Linked DNA regions of Mus musculus: region 2 is linked to region 1. The links are chromatin contacts, called in public Hi-C maps. All regions are on one chromosome and are shown on one strand. Each heading gives the region's core, a stretch centred on a gene start, on an enhancer-like site or on the middle of the called end of the contact. The rest is flanking DNA. Distances are from core to core; before and after follow the strand shown. Region 1 overlaps Sell (selectin, lymphocyte). Region 2 holds the start of Gm32999 (a long non-coding RNA gene).

Region 1 (7,650 bases), core at 1,524-4,023:
TTCCCAGTCATCACATGGTGGCTAACAGACATCTCTGACTCCACCCCAGATGATACAATGCCATCTTTTGGCCTCCTGGGGCTCCAGGCACAGAAATAGTACACAATATACTTGCATACAAAACACCTATACATGTACAATTCAATAAAATAATTTTTATTAATTAAAAAATAGGCACTATCACACTTGGATATAATGCACAATGATTATATTCATCCCCAGCCCCATTCCAATCAAATCCTCATAACTCTTCTCAACCCTGCTTCTCTCTCCATGAAAGTGGTCCAGTGTGAGCCTTTGGAGGCCCCTGAGTTGGGTACCATGGACTGCATCCACCCCTTGGGAAACTTCAGCTTCCAGTCCAAGTGTGCTTTCAACTGTTCTGAGGGAAGAGAGCTACTTGGGACTGCAGAAACACAGTGTGGAGCATCTGGAAACTGGTCATCTCCAGAGCCAATCTGCCAAGGTGAGTGACTTTAGAGTGGATCTTTGTTGTGGCAAGCTTGTGTTTATAGTCTGAGAATACAGGGGAGTCTTGCCTAGAAGTCTGTTTCTTCTGTTGCTGTATAATTTAACCAGAGTTGGGTTGTAGTTTGATGCTTTTCAAGTGTTTTGTTTTGTTTTGTTTTGTTTTGTTTTGTTTTGCTTTTCTCACTAAAATGAAATGCAAAACACCAAACCAATCCAAACCAAACCTAGCTAAACAAAAGCAAAAGTCTTTGAAGTCATCTGGCATTTTATAATCTGATTTACAGCAATACATTGAAGTTATACTCTGTATCTTTTTTTCTCTCATTGTTATCACATAAAGCCTTGATGAACCCTAGTTGAACTTTGGTTCCTCTCCTTCAATGACACCCATTTTATGTGGTGGCCAACTTAGCACCAACCAGTTTCTTTCAGGGGATTTACAGGTCTTTCTTGATTGCTTCAGTTGGTAGGTTCTTAAAGTCATCTTTTCTTTGTTTTTCTCCAGTGTAAGCTCTCAGGAGAATAACAACTTCTGCAAAAAACAAAGCCCCACTCTTGATTGTTTTCATTTGCAATAGAGTGGGTTTTCATCCTTTCTTGACTGACAGGGTTTATCACATATAGATGATGGAAAAAAAAACCTGGTAACTCTGAAGTTCTGGATAGGCTTTTTACATTTATATTTATAGTTCCCTAGTTTAATTCTCTAAAGTAAACCAAAATCTATCGTTGACATCATGGAACTGAATTGTAAGGAATTGAATCAGTGATAAGCCTGCTTCAGGGAGTAGGGGTGTCTGTCAAAGCTGCTTAAGGAAAAGGCTGAAAGCTTTGTGATCACTGAGCATGTCCCATGCCAGAGTCTGCCTTCTGAGTCTAAGACTGTATGGTATGACATTTCCAGAAGTCTTGCATGTTACCATGCTGGGGCAGCCTTTTGGAATGGCTACCCTATACCACCATGGGCTGCCAATGCCTTGTTGTCTCTATCTCTGACCAGTTATCCATATCACAAGTCTGAAAGTACGGTCCAAAGTAATTCCCACAAGTTAGAAATTTCTAGATTTGTATGGATGGTTTCATTGATAAATTCTGGAGGCTCTGGTCAAAACCATGTAATGGGGGCTGGAAAGAAGAATCAGTGTTTTAAAGTACTTGCTTCTCTCAAGGACCTGGGTTGCTTCACGCCATGTGGCTCATTACCATGTGCCATTTCCTTTCCAGATAATTCTGTGCAGCACACACATACATTACTCACCCCCATAAAAGTTAAAACCATACTGAAACAAAAAGCTTTAGGATTGGCAATGAGACTGGGAGGGAGATGGGAGAGGCTAAAGGGGGTGGTGCAAAGATGACCAAAGAACAACATGTATACCATCTCTGAAAATGCCATAATGGAATCCATCGTTATGCACGATTAATTAATGGTAATAAGAAGGTGAAAACTGCCTTTGGTCCTGACTGCCCTGTTGTGTTATGTCCTCCCTGAAGTGACTCAGTGCGCACCTCTAGCAGCACCCAATCAGGGCACAGTGGAATGCAGTCACTCCCTGGCCAACTTCAGTTTTACTTCTGCTTGTACCTTCACCTGCTCAGAAGGAACCAACTTAATTGGCAAGAGAAAAACTGTCTGCAGATCATCTGGCACCTGGTCTAGTCCTAGTCCAATATGTCAGCATGAGTAATTTTACTCAGAAATACTGAAGGCTTAAAGCCGGAGCTGATCAGCTAGCAGAAGACAGAAAGGAGATAACAAACACTTAAGTCCCTTTCCCTCAATACATGTGGCCTAAGAAACAAATGGATATGCAGTTGTGCACTATAAAATCCTTGCCTGTTCTTAGGCTTTCCTTTCATGATAATTATTTTCTTTCTCAACTCTCCTATTGCTTTAAAGTGTAAACCCATTGACATATTTATGTATGACCCATGTCTTCTATTCTGTCACAAGTTTATTTCCCCGTTAATCTTTTAACAATGCGTCCTCTAAGCTCACTAGTGACTCCCTAACTCCCAACAAGTGAACCGTTCTCTAGTACCCCAAGCTGATGTCTCCCCAATCTGTCTGTGCATGGGAAGGACCGCAGCTTCCTCATGTGTATACACCGTGCATCAGAGTACATGAAAAAAAAAGTGACAAAATAATTGTTTGTTAAGTTAGCATATGAACTAGCAGCTACCAGTGTCTGCCCAATGTAAACCGTCTTCACAGAAAATAGAAGCGATAGGCCCTGAAGAAGCTGTCAAAGAAGATCGCTGGGTGTTTGGAGTAGAGTGGGGGCAGGGAGCAGGAAGGTGGTAACGAGGACATTACAGCAAGGCTGTATGCCAGGTTCATCAAATACATTTCCTTTCCAACCGACTTAGTTTTCATTTCCTCATCTTCAGCAAACCAACAGTTGCCAATATGTAAAAGTAGATTCCTTCACCTGGAGGTATCAGAAGATAGATTTTTTTTTTCAAATTAGTACTTTTCAATAAGAGACTGTAAGCCAACCCAGTTTGTATATCCAAAGGGTAGAAATGGCCTTTTAGTTGGTTTGAGTGGAAATGAAGGGCAGGGGTCCAACTGCATTGCTATATATCATTGCAGACCCTGGGCATATAAGCAATAAGATTTTTGTGTATCTCATTCAATGTAAGTAGTAGAAGCAGCTTCCTTTGATCAACAAGTTACCCAGCTCAGATCGCTGACTTCATTTTCCTTACAGTTTAGTAAGCTTTCTAGTTCTTCTCTGTGCTCAGATATCAACCTTTAAACAAGACCAGGAACGAAACACCATGATGACTACTTCTTGTTTGAGTTTTGAGATACATCCCCAGGACCTCCATGAGTCACAGATCTGAGAACTGTGGTCCCATAGGCAGAAGGCTAGAGGCCAGTCCAGCTGTATGCATACCGTGGGCCTTCCCGTGTTATTCCCCTCATCTGTTACATATGTTACTGTTGGGGGACATCAGAAGACCAAAATGATGACTATCATGAGCTTGAGTAAGAGAATAATTCTGTGGCTCATGCCATATGCCTTACTGATTCCTCTTTCAGAGACAAACAGAAGTTTCTCAAAGATCAAAGAAGGTGACTACAACCCCCTCTTCATTCCTGTAGCCGTCATGGTCACCGCATTCTCGGGGCTGGCATTTCTCATTTGGCTGGCAAGGCGGTTAAAAAAAGGTAGGTATGTTCAATAACATCAAAGTAGAACAGTGTTCAAGTGGAAGAGAGAGAGAGAGAGAGAGAGAGAGAGAGAGAGAGAGAGAGACCCACACAGGAAATAAACTTATTTAGTTGAAGCAGGTGCCAAGTGACTTCTGTGCTTTGTAGGCATAAGTCCCTAGAGAGATTGGGCCTTATATACACCTCCATTTAAAAAATCCAGACAATGTATCATGGTTGGCAGACCTTTTCATGATACGTTGCTATGAGGAACTTGGCTAGATGAGACACTGTAACAACTCTTTGGTCCTATTTCTGTATGAAGGGGAATGCATTGCCACTGTCTTCTGGGAGCCTGCACAACTTTGATCTTAGCACTACAATAGCATTAGGAAGAGAGTCTATGATTGTCTAAGATTTTTGAACATCTCTTTAAGAGTCATATAACTTTCCGGGTGTTGACATGTGGTTGCCCTTGGGAGAAATCCTTGTGGATTCTCTCTAGAATCTATTCACTGAGGTCACCACTGTAATCTAGTATACCATATATATGTATGTGTAAACATATACATATTTAAACATATGTGTGTTTATATTTGTATGCATACATATGTAGTGTACACACATATACGTATATAGTGTACTAGGTTACAGTGGAGGATATATACACATCCTAATGATATGCATACACACACAGACACATATACAGAGAGAGAGAGAGAGAAATACACATACATATATCCAATATCCAATAAGGCAGAAACCTGAAGAAAAAAGGGAAAGGGAAAGGAGAGCGTCCTCAAAATCTTATTCTCTATCATCCAGGAAGTATATAAACTCTGCACGAGGACAGAACATTCTTCTTTTGCCCCCTTCCTCCCTCCTGAGTATGCCTTTGCCTTCAGGTCGGACCAACGCACCAGCCACAGGCCCACAGTCTGCTGCAGTTTTGAGGTGTGCACTGCCACATTTGTCCACGTTTATCTAGCAGATCTACTCAAAACTGTAAGATTCACATACCCCGGCAGCTTTAAAGATTCCCCCGTATTAAGGTCAGGTACTATGAGTAACCTTTGTGACTCCTTTGTGCTGCTTCCTGTGGTAGAAGCTGACGGCCACTTAGATTTCCCTTCCACCAGACTCACCAGTGCACGTTGTGTCACCCAGCTCACCCACACTGGCAACTGAAAGAAAATCGTCTACCCGTCTCTGACAATCTTCCCACCATGATTTGATCTCCTGTCCAAATTTAAAAATAGGAGGTGATAGACTCATTTTCCACCAATCCATAAGATAATAGAGGATGCGCTATGTAGGAACAGCACTAACTATAACGTGTCAGTACTGAACAGTTCAAACTTTTCCTCTATTGATGGAAATTCCACGGACCTTGGATACCGCCATCACACAGGATACTAAGTATCGCCTACGGCACCAGAACAAAGCTGAGATTGACACTTTTCTTCCTCTTACTGAGACTTCAAAACCTCACTCCAACTGTCTTGCTGCCTTGGGTGGGGCAAAGAGGTCATCACACATGCTCCCTGAGTAAGGTGGCCATTAGCTCAGTGACTTCAAGGAGTAATGAGGACGACAAGGACTCCCAAATTTCATCTTTTTCAGAGGCAGTTGTAACCACAAAGGAATTTAGTCAAAGTCACCCGTATTTGGTGGGTGCTAGCTGGTTAAGGCTACCTTATGAGTGGGGAGGAGAAAAGCTGTAGGTTGTTTTTAAAGTCTTAACTTTGGAGTCAGTCATTTCTGTAGACGATCTCAAACTGATAACAAGAAAACGGCATGCCCCTGCTGTGGGAATCTGAGTAGGGCAAACAGGAAACAGATAACGGGTACTTGGGCTAGTGGCAGTTATGCCACCAAAGAGAGTAGCGGTTCCCAGAGATCACTAACTCTGGAGGGAAAACTCGGTGTAACTATGCTGTGTCCAATGGTCTTCAATCATGAAACAGCCACTCATCTCTCAAGCTTGCAAGGGAATGGCTTTGTCTTCCAAACATTTTAGCCATAAATTGACTCTTTACAACATGAATCATGTCCCTTTTTTTCTATAGAGACACTGATCTAGGTCCCTGAGATAACCCTATAGGTGTTCAATAGATATGTTGATAAGAATCATAGTGAAAATAATAATTCTATATCCATACATATTACGTACATGTTATAGTTTTATTGGGTTCATCAGACTGGAAAGGGGACATGTGACAATTCAGAGTATGAAGGCCAATGGGGTGACAAAGCATTCTTCTCTCAGGTGGATGCTATGACCTGGTGCAAGGGCTGCCTATGCCCTAATGGTCTTGGCTTCTGGATTCCCTTTAACTCTTCTCCTGGGTCCACAAACAAGGACCCTGGCCATGTGCTCTGGTAGAAACACTTGGTACTCCTAGCTTTTCTCATTCTCCAAGGCAATGGCATTTTTTTTAGGCCAAGCTCTAAAATCTCTTTAAGCAGGAGCTCAAGGCAGAAATGGCTCTTTCCTCTGAAATAGCACCCCTAAAAAGCACTTGCTTTCAGGGTTACAAGGCAATGCTGTTCCTCAGGCGGAAGAAATTTCCACCTGACCCAACACACTGGTTTAGTACAGAACATGAACTTGAATGCATTCTCTCTTAGTTCTCTTTTCTTCAGAAAGACACTTCCTCAGTAGGACAAGACACTCTCTCAGTAGGACAAGAAATTCCCTTAGTAGGACAAGAAAATCCCACAGTAGGATTCTGGGTCTTGTTTACCTATTGTCATTACTTTCATTGTTCCTTGCCATATACATATGGCAAGAAATCTCAGAAAAGGTAGTGTGTGTGTGTAGACGTATATATACACATATATTTATTTGTGAAGATGTACAAATGGACTCAAACTTGATTATTCTACCTAATCTGTATATTTGGTCCATATCATCTACAAGCAAAATTTTGAAAGACTAGCTTTTATAGAACTTTAAAATATCAAAGACACAATTGAGTACTGTCTATTATGTGCCAAGCAATGGCCTAAACATTTTAAATACCGTTTTTTTTAACCCAACAATGAATTTAACATCTATGTGGGACAATTCTAGACTAGCAGTTTACAGCCACTGAAAAACACCAAAGCCACCCCTCTCTCAAAGGATTCTCCTTTCTCAGAAAGCTTTCTTTCTGTTTCTTTTTCTTCTGTTTCCTACAGACCTCATTTCTTCACACCACTAGTTAAGCAATATTTAAATAAGAATGTGTTTTGGTTCACAAAATGTACTTTGTATAGTCAACTAAAATTACCCAAAGAGTAAGTTAGAGGAGAGTCCCAACTGAATAAGCACAACTAAGCTGGAGCTGAGGTTTTTGTTTGGACACAGAAATGTGGGTTCCAGAGTTCTATGCATTTGGTGGAAGTGGTTTTCACACCTAGTTCCATGTGGCCTGTTCAAAGGGGAAACAGAAGTATTTATGACATATGAATTGTATATAAGATTCCATATGATGTATGAAAATATGCCGCTCAAATTGGATTGCATGATCCTCACTGATTCCTACTAATAAGACCAGAGCCAAACTCTCAGGACTCACATAAGAGAAGCTGAGAGACATTGAAGTCCTTTAGGGAGGGGCTGGTAAGAGGATGAGCTGTGCCTGGGACACTGGGTCAGACCAGTAGGGAGTTCAGCCAAGGCTCTGGCTTTATGAGCATCACAGCAGGTGGAGTGGAGTCCCCAGAAGCAGGCTCATCACACTGTTCTGCTACAGCTCTAAACGGTTACTGGTACCCCAGATCCACTTAGCAACAGATGGGTGTCCACTTACCAAATGCACAATGTATTTCCAAAGACAGTTTTGGAGGTGGGCATACCCTTTACTTTAAAAAAAAATTGAAATTGTTTACTTTTTGATGATACTTTTTTTTTATTCTTTTTTCTACGTTTAGGCAAGAAATCTCAAGAAAGGTAAGTTTTTCAATGAAGAATTTCCACATCTGTTTGTTTCTACTTTCCTTAGGGTGCTTCCTATTATAGATAGAACACAAAC
Region 2 (7,650 bases), core at 2,733-5,232, 1.8 Mb after region 1:
TCATTAGTGAAAAATGGGCCCGGAACAGCAGAGTGTCAGAAAAAATTTAAAAATGTGACCAAACTTATTTTTAAAATGGAGCTTGGCACACAAGAGGTTTTGGGCTCATTGCTTTAGCACGGAAAATCGACGAACAGAACACTAGCTACATTTGGAATAACAGGCCCCATAGGTCTTCCTTAACCCTCCAGACACCTTCTCAGACCCTCTAACCTTAAAACGATGGACACAATTGTTACTATGGAACAACCAAACTAAACCAACCAACCAACCAAACAAACAAACAAACAAAACCTAAAAATTACAGGCCTTTCATAAGAAATGGACATATAATGGAGGATATATATACATATATATATATATGGATACATATGTGTATATATGTATATATATATATATATATACCTGTTTTGATACGATCACCAATTCTATCCATTTCTACAGTTTAAATTTGAATATCTTATTTGAAAGTAATCTTGTATATTTTGTTTTGAGTCAGGCCAGACTCAACTGCAGGACGCCAGTATTCTTCCTGCCTCTGCTCCTGAGTTGCTGGGTCTGCAGGTGCACAGCGGCCAGCCAGCTAAACTGTTATCCTGTTTAACAGTAAATTTACCCCCAGGACTTCTGACTTCTAGGTCACCCTGTAGAATAGAAACAGATCCCCACTAAAACCCATCCTGCTTGAACACAGCACAGCAATGCGTCGAGAGCGGGTGACGTTTGTGCTGAATATTGAAAGATGAGGGTTTTGGCAAGCTAAGAACGGTTGGCTGATCTTCCCTGGAAGGCTGGCAGCTCCTTCCAGATGAACTCTGGGGTTGCTTTTTTGATTAACCATCAGAAGGATGCTGCCCCAACAGGACCTGGGCCTGTGTCAAAAGCAGGGCAGAGGCATGATCACAGCCTGGGTCTGACCTGGGAAAACAGGACCGGTCAATCTTCCTTAGGACTAGAACGGACAAGCTCAGAGTGTCAAGCCCCTGACAAAGCCTGCAACTCCTGGATCAAAGCGGAAAGTGAAGGGCAGTTTGGGAATCTGACACTCTGTAACCACAAGCAATCGTAAGCAATTTTTCTCCTGATGATTAGCTTTGAACCTGGGATCCCAGAGCTGGACCCAACAGGAGTGAACCAGAGAAGTTACTAGGTTAACAACTTATTTAGGAGTAAAAAAAAAAAACAGGGGGAAATAACTTTACAAAGGTCACACACTTTGAGTGTTAGCTTTGGCCAAAGCTCCCACATGGTGGTGGTGGTGGGGGTGTAGAGGTGGAGTGGGGTGGGAGTGGGAGGGACAGGTTTGCTCTTCTCACACAATGGCTCTTTGAAATGTAAGCCACAAGGTTCCTTTATTTTATAGCACTAATGACCTTTAGCCAATCAATCAGTCTCCTAATTATCTAAGCAATTATGTTATTCATGAGGTGGGGGGAGGGGCTGCCTAAAACCTGGCTTCCCACCAGGTAGAGAGGAAAGAATTAACAACGGGGTTTGTCCTGGGCAACATGGAGTTTGTTGAGCAGTGTAGAATACCTGGTTCTTTGCACTGAGAATAGAACATGGATACTTTTGAGGTTGGTGTAGGCTGGAGTTTCTGGGGGAGGGATCCTCAGTGGAACTGGAAAGCTGAGAAAGGCTGTAAAAGCTTGGGGTTTGGTGGACACAGGCAGGATCTGTGGAGAGCACTAGGGCCAGCACTCAAGAGCTCCTGCCTTCACCACAAAGCAGGGCCTTTCCTGGGTTGTTAGATACCTTGGGGTTTGCTCTCAGTCCTTAAATCAGCTGGGTCTAGGCAGGGGGAAAGATTCCAGCTTCATTCTGGCAGCGGCAGTTTTTTTTAAAATTTATTTAAAAAAATTTTTTTTTCATTCTTTTTGTCTTCGCTGTCATTCTAGTCTGCAGGGGCCTTAGGGTTGTTCTCTGTGACAAAGTAACTGAAAAGGAAGACGAATATGCCACAGCTTGCATGGTTTCCTAACTTATTTCCACCCTAACACCCTCTTCACTCCCCCGCCCCCACCCCTCACCTCCCCCACTCCCTCACCCCCTCCACTCCTGCCTCAAGCAATCTGTTGAGTTTCTAAATTGTCCAGAGTGGCTTATGGCTTCGAACCAAGAACAAGGACACCCACAGGGTTAATAGATCATGACACTCACTTCTGCCCCTAAGCAGGCTGGCATCTTGCACCTGTTTCAGAATCCCCCAAGACACAGGTGGGTGGGGTGTCTCCCAGGGTAGTCACTAGCAACCTCCCAGCTGGTCCTCAGAGAGTGGCATCATGGGAGGAAAGTGAGGCTGGAAAGAGAACAGAACATTCTAGAACCTTCTTTGTGTGTTTCATAAAGGTACGCACTACAGTGTCCACACTGACAAGACAGAATGTGACACCCTTACAATGCCAAAGCCATGGTTCTCTTGAGTTTATCCAACAAAGGGCGAGAGTGTGGCTCTAATTCCGGTTGAGGCTGCCGTCCCTGGGAAAGTTGTATGTCGGCAAACGCTGGGGTTGTGTGGATATATTTATATTTATAGACATTTCCAGATAGTCCACCTCAGAAGGCTGTGCTTCCCAAAGAATATTAGCCATGACAACACGAGGAACCAGTTTTGAATACTCCACCTTTGGAGGCACAAATGGTTCCAATGCAAGACCCAAACCAAGACTTTACAACCCTTTAGCTGACTTGGTGGGCTCTGCTCAAAGGCAAACAGAGTACCTCCATACCCCTGGAGCTAGCTCATCCACTCTATTGTTTTTGTTGTTGTTAATTATGTATATCTGTAGTTTTTCTTGAGCACATTCTCACGAGAGCTGATGAGCTCAGCTCACTAATTCCAGCCTAGGCCAATAACGGGATAACCACTGACTCTTCAGCAGCGCCTACCTCCTCATTCCTGCCGCGAATGGGAGGCCACACAACCCTGGGCATATCACATTCCAGTTTATTCTCCCAATAAGCCACACCGGAATGTCCCACGTAATAAAATCGGTGACTCTCCACCTGCTGGATATGTGAGCCAGGAAAGCCCCAGAGCTCAGAGCTGACGGGGCTTCGCGAAACGAAAGCCCTTCATTCTGAGAGTGTTAGTTTTGACGACATTTGGAGTCCCCCTGTGCGAGAATAGAGAGCCTTTCTCCCCCCCCCCATCCCCCGCTCCGCCCCCTCCCGCTCTCTCAGGGAGGGAAGTGGAGGGTGCTTTGGGGCGGGGACCAGCCCTCCACCTACCAGTTTCAGCCCACACAGCCTTGAGCTTAGAAACCGGCCCCTGGTCCCCGCCCGTGCCACCATGGACAGGCGTGCGTGTGGCCACAGTCCCCAACCCAGACAGGGGACTAGCCCTTTCCTTGACTTTCAGAGGGGAGACACCTGGACAGCCGCTCCCCGATGTCAGAAAGCAGCCCCTCCCCAGCTGCCCCCCCCCCCCCCAGTGCTCCCGGGCTGGAGGCTCTGCGAAAGGTCCGGGGGCGGTGCGGTTCCGGGGAAAGGGACCACAAGTGGGGGCGGCCGCGGCTGAGTGTGAGCGGTTCAGATGGGAGATCACTGGCGATAACCCGGCCCGGGATGGCGACGCTCGACAGGAAACCTCGAGCAAGCAGGGAGCCAGCTGCGGGCCAAGGAGGAGGGGTGACTTTCGGTAACCGCACAGCAGCCGGCGGGACAGCAGCGGAGTGTAGGGCAGCGCCCCCCCCCCCCATGTCCCTGCTCACTGATCTTCACTTTTGACTATGCACTCCTGCACGATAGGGCTCTAAGAGGTGTTGGGGAAAAAAAAGCCCAGCAGCAACTAGTTTCAAATGTGTCCGCTGGGCGCACCCAGGTTTCACCGCAGGAGGTTCCGGGGTAGTTGGTGAATGGACCCCTCTTTACAGCCTAAAATCGCTCTAAAATCAGAATGGCAGGCTATCTCCCAGCCTCCAGTCTGGGCAAGGCAGGGTGACACAACCACAGCGTGATTCATCAGTACTTTGCGCTGCCAACGAAGGAAAAGAGCCTGCAGTGTGAGGGGGTCCCCGCGTGACAGCCTCTGTCCCCCACTGACAGCCCCGCCCCTGGGAGCTGCCAGAGGCAGGAAGGCAAGCTAAGGCATAGAAACCTGGTTTTAGCTCCGGCTCTGGGTGCTGTAAAACCTCTCCGCATCCAGTGTCCTGAACAACCGGGCCACCAAGATCAGCTCCAGGAAGAGGTTGACCAGACGAAGCCTTCCTGGTTCCCTTGGCTCCATTGGACTTCTTTGGGTAACCTAAGCAGTCTGTGGCCCAGAAACCCGGGAAGAACCCAGGAAACACCCCATTCCGGCTAAGGGTGGGACCCGCTGAAGGGACTCTTGGATTTGAAGGACTGCTTCACATCTCACCTGCCTGGCCCTGCTGTTGCTTTAAGTGTGTATTGGGGGCTTGTACAGTGAACACGGCTCATGTCTACAGCATTGGATCACAGAAACAGTGGCCGGCAATCATCGTTTCTATGTGCACTAGAAATGTACATAGTAAAAATCTGTGTGTGAAATATGCATGCGTACCTGGTCTTGTGTGTGCCGTGCCAGAGGTCAGAGGTCCATGTCTGCAACGCTTCACCGTTTTAAGGCATCCATCTTCACGTAGCCTAGAGTCACTGATGTGGCTCCGGAGCTCCTGGGGTCCTTCTGCTTCCTGCTTCTCCACCCTACCACCAGGATTACAAATGCAGGCTACTGACAGGGCGTTTATGGCAAGGCTGGGGAATCTGACCTCAAGTCCGCAGGCTTGAACAGTAAATCCTTTCCCTGCTGAGCCATCTCCCCAATGAACCCTGGTGTCCTAGTGTTCTATTTTATTTATTTATTTTTTGAGTCTCAGGATATATGTATTTTAACTTCATTCTTCTATATTTGGGGGGTAGAGGCAGTGCTGGTGGCTAAACACAGGGCCCTGACCACACTAGGAAAGCACTCTCTACTATGTCCCAGCTCCATCTTTAGTGTGTCAGAGTGTCAAGAATACCCACAATGCCACACAACCATTGCTACTATTTATTTCCACCATTTTCGTCATCCCGAGCAAAGCTGCATCTAGATACACTTTAATGCACACATATACCTATGTAGCCTATATGTTTCTAATTTTTATATAAATTAGTTTGTATAGTAACTCTAGAGTGTACAGGGCTGCTCTTTTTAACCAAATTTTCTCAGAGATCTTTCTAGCACAGTCAGAGGGAGTTCTCTATTGTCAGTGAGAGGTGGGTTTTTTCCCTCTCCTCAGACAGGGTTTCTTGTAGCCCAGGCTGGCCTGGAATTTCACATCCTTTGGTCCCTAGCTTCTCAGTGAGGGGATTACATGTACTGTATATTGAACTCAGGGTTCTGTGAATGCCTGGCAATCAGTCTGCCCCCTGAGCTACACCCCAGGCTCTTGTAGGCATATACAACTACTATAGAAAGACATTGTAATTTTTCACTCCTGGTAAGTAGACATTTCTGTTATCTTCATGTTTTTTTTCCTTCTTCTGAGGGTAATGATGCAACGGTCATTTCTGTGTACACATCTCTGCACACCAAGGTTTTCTATGAAACAAGAGCTCAGAGAAATGGCAAATCCTGTTTAGCATTTTGACGGGGGCCATGATTTGAGAGGATTTCTTTTAAGTTGAGCTAATGTGCAGTGAGGAAAAGAGCAGAGACCTGAGTAGGCTGGCCTCGCTCTCAGGCTCTGCCTGCCACCCGTGTGCAGTGGGACCCCAGGTCAGTCACTTTACCTCCCAACCCCCAACCTTCCGTCTCTTTATTTGCAAAAGTGGAGCAAATCAGAGCTTCCCAGTTTACCTCAGTCCATTGTTACCACTAAATGAAATACAACTCTAAAAGCATTTCTAGATTCAAAGTGTGGAGGGAGCCAGTGTTTAGCAGGACCATGGCTGTGACAGTCAGCAGCTATATGCCAAAGCTAGCATCAAGAAGAAGGGATGGGTCTCCTCTCCGTACCTGTTGATGTATGCAGATATGTAAATATACACAACACCCTTGTATATTGTCCTTTGTATATGCATTGCTGACTTTTTTTGTATGTTTGTTGACATTGAGTCTTTTTCTATGTAGCCCTGGATAGCCTGAAGCTCCATATGTAGACCAGGCTGGCTTCAAACTCAGAGACCTTTCTGCCCCTGCTTCTACTGTGAGGGATGCCCCACCCAACCCTACAATGCATTGTTTTTTTTACAAGATCTTTATATATTCCACCCGTAGCACAGCGAAGGAGAACAAGGAGACCATTAAAAACAGTATTTAGGGGCTGGCCCAGCCAAGAAAGGCACCGGCTCTCCAACTTGATGACCTGAGTTCAATCCCTCCAACCCACATGGTGGAACTCGAGAACCAACTCAGGCAAGTCGCTGTCTGACCTACGTGTGTGCACTCATACACATATGCACACACACAAACATGCATAAGCAGATGCAAAAATCGTTTAAGAGATGCACTAAAACTATGAAGTAGCCCCAAATATAAAGCATGGTTCCGTAAAACAACATTAACTATTACAACATTTGAGAAGCTATAGCACAGACTGAAGAAAAGCACAGCTTTTGTTTTGTTTTGTTTTGCTTGGTTTTTTTCCCCCCTCAGGAAAAAATGTTTTGATTCAGGGTTATCGTAAGTGATAAATAGCAGACTTGTTGGAAGGCAAGCTGTTATTATACTTCTAAGTGACCGTGTTTCAACATGACATTATGAGAGATTTTGATAGTTTTTCTTACCTTTCTGCACTTTTATAATGAGTTCATTTTACTTGAAAATAGGAAAAAAAACACAATAACAGAAAAATGTAAAAACATTGTGCAAACCACAACTTTAATGGAAATAAACAGAAAGGGAAAAATCGCTGCCCACGATCACTCTAAATCTAAGAAATAAAACAGCCCCTTTCTCTGCTTGGGATCTTTGTTACGGGGATGTGCGGTTTGTAGGTGGCAGTGACCAGGTTGGAAGCATCATAACAGAACAGGAATACGTGCATACAGACGCTGTTGGAGGGTGAGGGGCCTGGGGCAACTTACAGCGGGGAGTGACATGTGGCACTTGTAAATTGTGGAGCGTTGCCTTGAAAGTCAGGGCCATCAGAGTAAATCAAGGAAAAGCTAGGCACTAAGGATGCTGGCCAGTGTATGTCCTGACCTTGCAGTATCTGTGTATCTCCACCTCTCAGCCTCAAACAACTCTCTGAAGACCAGCAAGAAAGACCCCTAAGAGTAGAACTGAGTGGCATTTAAGAGCCTCTCAGAGATTCAGTTTCCCCAGTTGTAGAGTAAGAGTCATGGTGAAGTCTGCATAAAACTCACCTCTGGTTCTAGGCACAGAAGGAACCCCAGCTAGTGGGCTGTCACAGATATGTCATGTGTCTAGCTTGCATCCTTCTTGCTGCAATGAAGGCTAAAGGCAGCAACCCCTGATGGAAAAGCCTGTGTGCCCCCATGCTGTGGTCAGTGGACTGGCACCAGGTCCGGCTCTGCCCTCCACAGTCACCCCCACCGCTGCTGCTGCCACTGCCTTCCTGAGAACACGTGATTTCCTGTTTTCTAAATTCTTAACCTACAATGTCATCTGTCAGTTGAGTCTGAGGTGGGGGTGGGGGGTGGACGTCAGCAAGACCCAGGGTCCCAAGCTGGGGCTCC

What was found. Hi-C and Micro-C count contacts between places; a contact is called where the count stands out from the background.
Region 2: a Hi-C map of CD8 T cells shows a contact between it and region 1, with 7 times the contacts expected there. The contact joins two enhancer-like sites. A contact is called at or near these places in 2 of 484 Hi-C or Micro-C datasets (CD4 T cells and CD8 T cells) and 2 of 115 datasets of contacts at active chromatin or transcription factors (CD8 T cells and regulatory T cell precursor).

Annotation. Positions count from the first base shown.
Region 1 is chr1:164,068,593-164,076,242 of GRCm38.p6, forward strand. Sell (selectin, lymphocyte) reads left to right here. Exons shown (of 9, transcript NM_011346.2): 6 at 281-466; 7 at 3,521-3,649; 8 at 7,550-7,568. Among named protein-coding and RNA genes, the nearest start is that of Gm51665, 9.4 kb to the left of the region's middle. Within about 2 kb of position 2,774, at least 39 of the 459 cell types and tissues checked have an H3K27ac peak or open chromatin away from gene starts, as enhancers often do. A contact at or near this core is called in CD8 T cells, where this site is marked.
Region 2 is chr1:165,841,574-165,849,223 of GRCm38.p6, forward strand. All of the region lies in intron 1 of Cd247 (CD247 antigen), which reads left to right. Gm32999 (a long non-coding RNA gene) reads right to left here and starts at 7,553. Exons shown (of 3, transcript XR_003948767.1): 1 at 7,318-7,553; 2 at 4,526-4,668. Within about 2 kb of position 3,983, at least 160 of the 459 cell types and tissues checked have an H3K27ac peak or open chromatin away from gene starts, as enhancers often do. A contact at or near this core is called in CD8 T cells, where this site is marked.